Linked DNA regions of Zea mays: all the other regions are linked to region 2. The links are chromatin contacts, called in public Hi-C maps. All regions are on one chromosome and are shown on one strand. Each heading gives the region's core, a stretch centred on a gene start, on an enhancer-like site or on the middle of the called end of the contact. The rest is flanking DNA. Distances are from core to core; before and after follow the strand shown.

What was found. A called contact is a pair of places that touch in the nucleus more often than the background predicts.
Region 1: a contact with region 2 is called in a Hi-C map of tassel, with 2.3 times the contacts expected there. The contact joins the promoter of LOC100279917 here to the promoter of LOC100276661 in region 2. A contact is called at or near these places in 3 of 25 Hi-C or Micro-C datasets (ear, endosperm and tassel).
Region 3: a contact with region 2 is called in a Hi-C map of leaf mesophyll, with 1.7 times the contacts expected there. The contact joins the promoter of LOC100193598 here to the promoter of LOC100276661 in region 2. A contact is called at or near these places in 4 of 25 Hi-C or Micro-C datasets (ear, leaf mesophyll, root tip and 1 more).

The regions. Positions count from the first base shown.
Region 1 is chr6:119,434,150-119,437,500 of Zm-B73-REFERENCE-NAM-5.0, reverse strand. LOC100279917 reads left to right here and starts at 1,549. Exons shown (of 7, transcript NM_001156167.1): 1 at 1,549-2,109. The coding sequence starts at 1,681.
Region 2 is chr6:119,622,554-119,625,753 of Zm-B73-REFERENCE-NAM-5.0, reverse strand. It overlaps LOC100276661, which reads right to left and starts at 1,756. Exons shown (of 1, transcript NM_001150393.2): 1 at 843-1,756. The coding sequence starts at 1,662. The coding sequence ends at 1,306.
Region 3 is chr6:119,823,530-119,827,128 of Zm-B73-REFERENCE-NAM-5.0, reverse strand. LOC100193598 reads left to right here and starts at 1,986. Exons shown (of 27, transcript NM_001358834.1): 1 at 1,986-2,330; 2 at 3,094-3,223; 3 at 3,321-3,392; 4 at 3,496-3,567. The coding sequence starts at 2,225.

The sequences.
Region 1 (3,351 bases), core at 300-2,799, 190 kb after region 2:
CAATGTTGATCCCCCTTTGACAATGGGATGGTGGAGGAGAAAAGAATGGGATGCACCAGGCTAGGGTGTCGTCAATATCTGGATAGGCACTACCAGCGTGCCCCCTATAGGCTTAAACCGAGACGAATCATTGACCTCCACTTTGTGTGGAGTGCTAATGGAGAAATTTCATGGAGACGTTAGACAATCAAAATGTTTTACCACTATTACTATATTTAGCTTTCTTTAATTTGTGGCTAATTCATATATTCTAATAGCCTTATTTTTGTAGGTCGCGTCAATGACCCAATGGACCGACCGACCTATTTCTATCTTGATGGACGTAGCTCGAGCCTATTCACATACGACAACCGATCATGCCTAGGCCTGGACATTCGGTAAAATCTGAAACTTCGACTCGGTTATTTCAGTTTTAAAAAACTTTGGTTTTCAGAACAACAGACCGATTGGTGTATAGAATATAGAGAAACCGATCAATTCGGTTTTCGATGTTTTTGGTTTTACCGAATAACCGAAACACATGTAATCCAATTTCCTAGACTGTGGCCCTGTATACATGATGCATGCGACCCACCCAATTTTGAGACAAAAATACAATCAACTTCTAGAAACTAAAACAACACATCCATTCATCCAACATACTGATTACTGAATGTTTACAATAACTGAAAGTTTGAAACTTTCGACATTCAACCATACAACAAACTAAAAGTTCACAGAATCATAGCCGACCAGATGGGCGTGGTCGACCAGAGGATGAGACCCGCTGCAGGTGAACCAGGACTACTGGATCTAGACGAGGGTGCGTCGCCGATGAACGAGGATGAGGATGAGGATGAGGCCCGTGAGTGGGTGAGGTGCCGTCGTGTCGAAGTTGGTCGGTGGATGAACCAGGATGCGCCGTTGTCGCCTAGATGGAATGAAGCTGCGTCTGCGAGAGATTACCTGATTAGGGTTCGTGGCTGTGGCTTCGTGCTCGTGCCACAGCATATGCGGCTGGCCGATGCGATGCCCGCTCCGCGGCTCTTATACCCACTCCACTTCCACCACAGCAGCCCAGCCTAGGTGTTATGGCCAGTGGTGGGCTGGTGGCCAATAAGATACTTTGTTGTACCTAATTTCAAATTTAGTGTTTGGTTAATTCGGTTCTCTATAGTATAAAAAATGAACCCAACACCGTAAACCGAAATTTGTAAAATATAGAACTGAATCCGAACACCAAACCATCGAAACTTCGGTTGGGTTTTTAAAAATTTGGTTCCATGTTGGTGAAAAAAATGCCCACACCTAATCACGCCCTCAAGGAGAGGCTTGAACAGTTGAGCGTACCATTTTTACTTAAGGACAATAATAAACTTTGCAACACGCATCACAAGGGCAAACAAGAAGTTCCGTTGCAAAGTCCGCCACGTTCCGTTGAGAAAGAGGTAAACCTGTCTGTCGCCCGTCTCCGGCGCTCCCAAAGCCCCGCAGCGCCAAAAGCCCAAACCCCCGTGGGCCCACGACCCCATCCTCCATATACACTGATACACACGGGCAACGCTCCGCCTCGCAGCCAGCAGGACACCACTCATCTTCTTCTCCCCCGCCTCGTTTCCATCGCCACCACCCTCTTCTCCTGCGGTCCTCCCCCGTCCCACTCCCACCCCCCTCGCCTCCGCCTCCACTGCAGCTGCCGCCATGCAGAGCCTCCTCCTGCCCACCGCTGCCGTGGCCCCGGTGGCGCCTCCGTGCGGAAGGCGGAATCTCCCGGGACGCCTCTCCGTCCGCGCCTCCGCGACGGTGGTAGCGGCACCGCGGCGGGAGACGGATCCCAAGAAGCGGGTGGTGATCACGGGGATGGGGCTGGTCTCCGTTTTCGGGAACGATGTAGACGCTTACTACGACCGCCTGCTAGTCGGGGAGAGCGGCATCGGGCCCATCGACCGCTTCGACGCTTCTAAGTTCCCCACCCGCTTTGCCGGTCAGATCCGGGGCTTCTCCTCCGAGGGATACATCGACGGAAAGAACGACCGCCGCCTTGATGATTGCCTCCGATACTGCATCGTCAGTGGCAAGAAGGCTCTCGAGGCCTCCGGTATCGCCCACGGCTCCAAGCCCATGGAAAAGGTAGCTAGCACTGGAAACACACCTCGGATTGCTTTTGTTTTAAATGCTGATTTTTACTGTCAGGTAGAGCTGTCAATTGCCTACGTTGGGACCTTCGGTCAGATATAAACAAACAGTCTCTGGTATTGCGCTTTTGATAAATCTGGGGACGTTGGTTGGTTCATTGTGTGATGCTGACTACAATTTACTTGTTTTTGGATTGGAATGTGACTCCGGGGATGGTGAGATTCGTGACCTTTGATGGCTTAGACGCAGAGACGCTAAATAGTGGCAGGATATGCCATCTTAGCTTGGCCCGAGGAGTAACACTTGTGTTCAGTCTAGACTCTGAAATTAACGATCTCTATGACACATTTAGATATCATGTGGAAAGGAATAAAATGTGCTATCCCGGATGATCGATTGTAGTTTGAAGTTGATAGGGTTCTTCTGGTTCTTCAACTCTTTGGTGCATAACAGGGAAACAAGGTGAAACTTTTTTAATATTAGTATTGGTTTCTGTAGTGCTAGATACTTCAATAAGGTTTTTGCTGTAAAGGGTCTCTGAATGCATTCATGTCCGCATCATAGGAACTCCTGAACTTGGCAGAATTGCTTAATCTAAAGAGCATTATGCCGTAAATTTTCAGCAGCAAATTGCTCGTCAGGATTTGTGCAGCAGTGTAGATATATAGTACAGTCTCTATTTTTGAGTAGTAAGCACAATGCTACAGTTGTCTATTTGGCTAAATTAGCGCATCGATTTCCATTGCAACCGTGGTGTAGGGCAAAACGACAAGTGTCTTACAATTAGAACAGTATTAACATAGGCACAACAGGTTTAATTCGTATTAACATAGCTCTGCGAAAATCTGTTGTTTCGTTTGATGATTCACTTGCATTATGGTGATTTTTCTAGCAAAGTACTACCTTTTTCCAGGCATATTGTGGACGGATAGTGTCATTAGAAGCATATTTTAACCATTATTGTTTTATAATATTGCTAGTCTCTGCAAAATCAATGTCGCATTAAAAGTTGTTTGAGTATAAATCTGTTGATATAGCTTTTGTACTCCAAACACACATAATTTGACTAATTGTTGGTTGGGTTTACGAGTTTGGTTTCTTCAAAATAAACACGCCCTACAGGTCAGAGGGAGTAGCATTTTTGGATTAAATCAAATTGTCTTCTAGCACATCAAACTATGGTTTGTACTGTATTGATAGTAGTTTCATCTGGTAGTTTGATATTTTTACTAGTAC
Region 2 (3,200 bases), core at 507-3,006:
AGATGGATTTGAGATTGAGTGTATATTCGTAGGCTATTTTGCGAGGGATGCGCACTCTGAACACTGCTAACAGCTTCGAATTCGATATCACCACCATGCTTTGTTTTTGATACTTGGTATCTAGTCATAGACTTTGTTTGTATAGGTCGAACAAAGAAGGTAGCGATAATTACGTCCGAAAGTCTGTTTCCGTGATTATGTGCTGTTGCAACATACGGACACCTAACTGGTAAGAAAACAGAAGAGCAATTGTGTCCGTGTGGTGTGTGGCCGTGTGGGTCACAAGTATCCACCACCACACAGAAGCTAATAATTATTGGCCAAGAGAGAAGGGGGGAAATATTTAGGAAAGTACGGTGCTGCTGGCAGTAGAACAAAGACGAAAATTTGAAGCAGAAAGGTAAGCGTTGAAAAGTCAACCAAAGGTTGCTGCTGATGTAGCATATGTATTCTCGCAGCGGCTAATGGAAAAGAGGAGTTGAACCCCTGTGGCGTGGGTTGCAAGTATCCCAGCTCCAGGCTCCAGCACACAAAAGCTAATAATTATTGGCCAAGAGAAAGAGACAAAAAAATATTCAGGAAAGTCCGGTGCTGCTGGCAGTAGAACAAAAAAAAGTTGAAGCGGAAAGAAAGATAAGCGTTGAAAAGTAAACCAAAGATTGCTGCTGAAAAGTAAACAAAGAGGAGCATGTACGCAGAGCAGCAGCCGCCTCCAGCGATAGCCGGAGACAAAAGGAGAAAGAAAAAAACCAAAGGAATTTCGGCCATGGCTTTTCAGTTCGAGTCATATCAATCCATGTCCAAGTTTGTACTGCGACTGAACGGTTTGATGGGAGAGCAAATTTAAACCACAAGTATCACCATCATTAATTCATTATCATACGATGATACAAGAACGTAACTGAAACACAGTATATATATATATATATATATATATTTACAAGACCGTCCAGGAGATGAAAGAGCAAACTGAAATCCCAGTCCCAGTGGGATTACATAGACAGTGAGCTTACCACAAATCCAGAAGCGCAAGCACTAGGCCAACATATACGGAGGAAAACAAAATAAAAGTATCCTCCTTTTTACCGGCACGGGCCACGGGGGCACGCCAAACATTAATCACCCCCTTCTCCTTCAGACGCCGCCGCCATCAGAAAGCCCAGACGCGCTGAGCTCCGAACGGATCGAGCAGAACGAGGACCTAGCAGTGGTCCGGTCGTCCAGACGCCTGCAGCGACGACACGCCGACGCTTGGCGCAGGTTATTTTTATAGTCAGGAGAAGGAGGGGGGGATTGCTTGTTGCATCACTTCACGTTCAGGCGCGCGACGTCGTCGCGGCCGCGGTCGAGGTGCCCGTCGGCGCCGAGCTGCACCACGGCCGCCGCGACGAGAGCCACCGTCCCCGCGAGGAGGGTCGCCTTGGCAAGGCCCGACACGAGCGCCCCCTCCGCCCCGGCACGGGCGTGCACGCGCGCGAACGCGAGCAGCGGGGTCAGCGTCAGGGCGGCCAGGACCGCCGGGACCAGGGAGGCCGCGGCCAGGCGCGCGAGGCCGCTCTGGGTCGTGGTCGTGGTCGTGGTGTCCGCGCCGAGGAGCTGGAGGCAGCACAGGGCTGCGGTGAAGCCGAACATAACGGTGAGCGCGATGGAGGACGACGCCATGGCAGCAGAGAGCGGGTGCGGGTGCGGGTGCGGGTGCGGCCGTGCGTGGTGGAGTTCCTTGTTGGCCTTGCGAAGCGAAGGGAGGAGATGAGACCCAGGAGCCAGGAGGAGAGAACAAAGGCGGGCGCGGGACCTTTTTTATATAAGATAAATAAGACACAGAAGGACGGCGCATTCTCTACAGAAATGCTTCCAGAATCCAGATGGACGGCGTGGCCGCGTGGATAGCGATGGGTCCCGCCGCGACATCGTGGCGCTCGATTTGAGAAGAAGAAAAAAAATAAGGTGCCGTGTGTTGCAGGAGGACAAATTGCATTGTAAAAAGCGTTTATCATAGTGGTTCATTTTTACGGTCACCTTATAAAACACCGTTTTAGTTAATGGAGATAGTCTTATAGTTTAACCTGTTGTGAGTTGTATGTTTTAAAAGTTAAATCTTGTTTGGTTACAGTTGATATGAAACTGATAAACCGTAGATCTCATATGTTTGTCTATATAAGCAGAAATGTGGAAATAATAGAGGGAGATGATCTAATTAATGTCGACATGCAGCGCCTCCAAAATTTCCACCAACGCCGAGTCGGACGGACGGGCATCTGTACTGTCAAACCAGTGACATCCACGGAAACCGTCTGGCGAATCAGAGCACTCCTCACCTAGTCACCTGAGACAAAGAAAGAAGAAGAAGAAGTCAAAAAGGACCACGTGATCTCCTTAGCGTATGTATATGGAAGAGACATCGAAATATTTCTTCAAGCAAAAGAAACAATTAAAAGACTATACTATATAATAGAGTATCTATAAATATAATTTATTAATAAATATAGAAGTAAATGTGTTTGTACAGTATCAAGTCGATAGAACAGATAATAAATTTGTCCAGCAGAAGTGAGACGTCTATTACTATTTAATTTAAAAGCTACAGGCGTCTCTTCACGGAGATACGACTCTACAATTTTTTTTGTAAAATACCCCTTTAGACATACTAAACACTACTGTACGTGATCAGATAGTACACTCGAATCTCCTTATCCTGGTCGGTACTAGTCACTCGAACCAGACATGCAATGCAAAGCAAGCAGCCAAGCACAGACGACGACACACGGAACCTCTCGAGCGAAAAGCTCCCAATCCCACTGGACTGAACAGTTTGTTCCGCGCAAGTTGGACGAATTTTCGCAAGAAGCCAAAATGCCCAAACTAGAATACACAGACGCGCGCGAGGGCTCAGGAATGCTTCCTCGAAACTTACCCGTCCCTCAAACTCGATGGATGAGATCGAGAGACACGTCGATCGTCGGACCACGCCCGTCCCGTTTCATGGATGCACGTCTCGCGTCATGGATGGTAATGGAAGCTGCTGGACCAACAGACTATATGTATGATGTAAATAATAAAAAAACCGAACGTGGCACGGCTCTCCTCGGCCGACACTCACAGAGACAACCAAAGCGTGATGCATTGGTGATCGCGTCGCGTCATCTCGTCGTTTGCTCACTCTCCATGGTCATGCATGGAACTCATGCATGGTCTATAAA
Region 3 (3,599 bases), core at 737-3,236, 200 kb before region 2:
ATAGGGGTCCGACACTTTCTCATGGGATCCGAACCCACTGTTGATACCTTGGAGTATATCATCTTCTCTGGTCACGTGGCGGCCCTGGAGCCGTCCACGTGGTGGGGTCGGGCGCTGTTCACCACGCGACTAGAGATAGCCGCGTGAATACCGCGTCTTTATACTGTAGTAAGGGGTACCCCTGTTTCAGGGTCCCGACAAATTTGTTAGGCAAATATGTTATCATATTTGAATTTGCTGGATTTAAATATGTTGTATGTGTAGTGGGCAAACAGGTATATCCGTGGATATCCATTACCTGCGGGTAACAGATGTGGATACTGTTTTTTATTCGTAGCGGGTAACGGATACGGGTTCAGATATCGAATATAAGTCGCGGATATGGATATCTAGAGACACTATCCGTGGATAGATTATCCATTGTCATCCCTATTCCTCATTGAGACCTGCAACGTGCGGATTTTACTGTTACCCGCACGTTACCGAGGCAAGGGCATTAACCCAATGCGCCATTTGGACGTATTTCATTATGATTTCCACTGTTCTTTGTGCGTTAACGAGGCATGAAGAGACGGGCAGAGGTGACACAACGACAACACCCACATAGACTACGCCGCAACCTACAATAAGGACTGCACACGTACTCCGATTAAGATGAAACAGGAACATAGGATGTCAGGAGCATGCGCGATGACCAAGAAGGGATACGCGCTCAGAAAGATCTAGCATTGTTTGCTCTATTAGGTGTTTCCCATTCCATATTGTAAATACTCTTAGGCCCACATGTCGGGTCTTGAACTCCCTTATAACGTGCCTCCCTTAGATTATAAATGGAAGTGCACTTGCTCCGTAGCAAAGGAGGTCGATTCACACTTAGGTCGCCCACTACTAAGTTCTCAGGCAATATAACTTATAGTGGAGGTACGATATTACTCTTTGGCAGCCTGAACTACTCTAAACACTTGTGTTCTTGTGTCCATCTGAAAGGCTAAGTAAAACAATTAAGCCTACTGGACCAGGCTCCGCCGCCCGGCCGGCGAGCTAGCAGGTACCCCTCCGAACGGCGGTGGTTGGGTCCGCATCTTCTTCCTTGCCTTCTTCCGCTTTGTGTCGACAACGAGGTCATAGGGGGAGTCTGCGGCTACAGGAACTCCGGGAGGCCGCAGCCAGGCTGCCATGGAGGCCGCGCTTCTTGGCACCGTCGCAGGAGCCCCCGCGCCCCTGAGCAATAGCCCAGCAGGGCCGCTGCCCGCTGGGAGCCTCCGCGCACACCCTTGGGCAGCAGGCTAGCAGCGCCGCCGGGGTCCTCCATGCTGGGGAACGAGATCCTCTGACGTGGGGAGAGGGCACTGCCGCGTGGTCCCCGCGTGCGGTGACCCTACTGCCCCCTGCAGTACGTCAGAGGAACCTCCTCCCCATGCTGAAAGGGAGCAGCGGATGACACTCCGCCTTCGCGCAGTCGACATAGCGGCCGGTGGCGTCGATTTTTTTTCTCTCTCTCGAATCGGGATGTGCTTCTGGGAGACGACGAGACGATACGGAGGCTTAATAACGGATGCAAAACGGGTCCCTATCCTACCCACATCGTTCTTTGTCCCTCGAACCAAATAAACAAACAATCCTATGCCCTGCAACAACCAATCTGCGAACTCCAAGCTAAACCAAACACGCCCTCTAAAACACAGAGGCGTGGTGGTCCACCTCCCCTCACAGCTAGCTAAGCATTAACCCAATCCAAACTCTGGAGGCCCCGCATGTCAGCCGTGCCATGCTCCTCGATCTATGACTCGAGTTCTACTGCTCCAGGCCAACCAGAAAGCGGGAGAAAAAGCACTGTAGATCATCGATGTGACGTCCCAGTGTCCTTCGCCCCCACTCTCTCTCGTCACAGGAAACACATTCTCTCTCTAGCGGCCCCCTCTCAAACACAAACAGCCATTCTCTCTCCCTCTCAAAACTCCAAACTAGAGCTAGAGGCCTACGAAGTAGTAGGAAGCTGCTGCTCTCCTCCATAGCCCCTACCCCCTCCCCTACGCTGCCACTCTATCGCCCAGCCATACAGCAGCTACCCCGCTGCCTGTCACTGAGCCAGCGCGGCGCAAGTGCGCAAAGCCGAGCGCGAGAACCCACGAAACCAACCCAGAGCCCCCATTAAGGCAGGCTCGCTGCAGCACGTCTCGCGCTCCATCGCCGCCTGTCCTCTTCCTGTAATGTCACTCCCCCGATGCCTGTGCGCAGCTCAGTGGCCATGACGACGACGGCCGCCCGTGCTCTCGCCGCCCTCGTGCTCGTCACCGCCGCCGCCGCCGCCGCCGCCGTCGCCGACGATGGTTGCCGATCTGTTCCGTTCTCTCTTCACCCGTTTCGCTTTCTTTCTTCTCTGGGAGTCCTCTTGTTGCGTACTGGGGAGCAAAGATTCAGGGGGGGCGGCTGGGTTCGTTAGGATTAGTATTTTATTAGCGCTGCAAGTACGCGCTTTTTGGAGGCATGGTGATTCGCTAGTGTTCTATTCCACCCCCTTTTTTTATTGCTGTAAGCCCGTAACCCGAGTCTTAACTTAATCCTTGTGAGCTGTGCCTCTTCTCATCTCATCTTCTTGCCTAGTACGAGCTTTTAACTATCCTGTCCATGTTTCAAAATGTGCTTACTATCTCTCTTCATGTTCGGTTCTGTTTATATGTGCCTTCTTGTGCTGCTTGTTGGAGCAAATGCTCAGAGCATCCTTAAATCGTTTGAGCATCCATCATTGTTTCTTCATTTGGCCCTTTCAGTGCTGGAAGCTTGGTTTCTGCTGCTAAGCCTTGTTCTATTCCTGTGTGGTTTTAGCTGTGTTTTGGTTTTGCCATCCTGATCCAGTTTCCTATATCTGAATGAATCCAAGCAACTTCATATTTCACCACCGTGTCGTATCTGTGCTTTCCAAATCTTGACGTCCCTCGCTTTCCTGCCTGCAAGCACTAATCCAGAATCCAACTACCACGTTACCCAACTCCCTTTCTGCGGAGATTCCGTTTGCCGAGAACTGTCTGCTCGGATTTCTACCACTCTGTAACCCGTTCTTTGTGCTAACGCGGCTGGCTCTGCACCTTCCAGGGGCGGCGCTGGTGGAGATCAAGAAGTCCTTCCGCAACGTCGGCAACGTACTGTACGATTGGGCCGGCGACGACTACTGCTCCTGGCGCGGCGTCCTGTGCGACAACGTCACGTTCGCCGTCGCCGCGCTGTAAGAATGGCGTCTCGTTAAAACTCTGCTCTTTTTTTTCCCCAACGACAGCGACGTGTGGCCACTGATCCGGGTTATGGCGCCAATGCAAATGCAGCAACCTCTCTGGCCTCAACCTTGAGGGTGAGATCTCTCCAGCCGTCGGCAGCCTCAAGAGCCTCGTCTCCATGTACGGATGGTTTCTTATTTGTCCAAACGACTGCTGTTGGTTGGATTTTTGTTTTCTGAGTCCTGACCGGTGTTTAACTGGCCTCTTTTGCATTCACATTCAGCGACCTCAAGTCAAATGGCCTATCCGGGCAGATCCCTGATGAGATTGGCGATTGTTCATCACTTAGGACGCTGTAAGTTCAACTTCGATTAACCCGTGTTTACT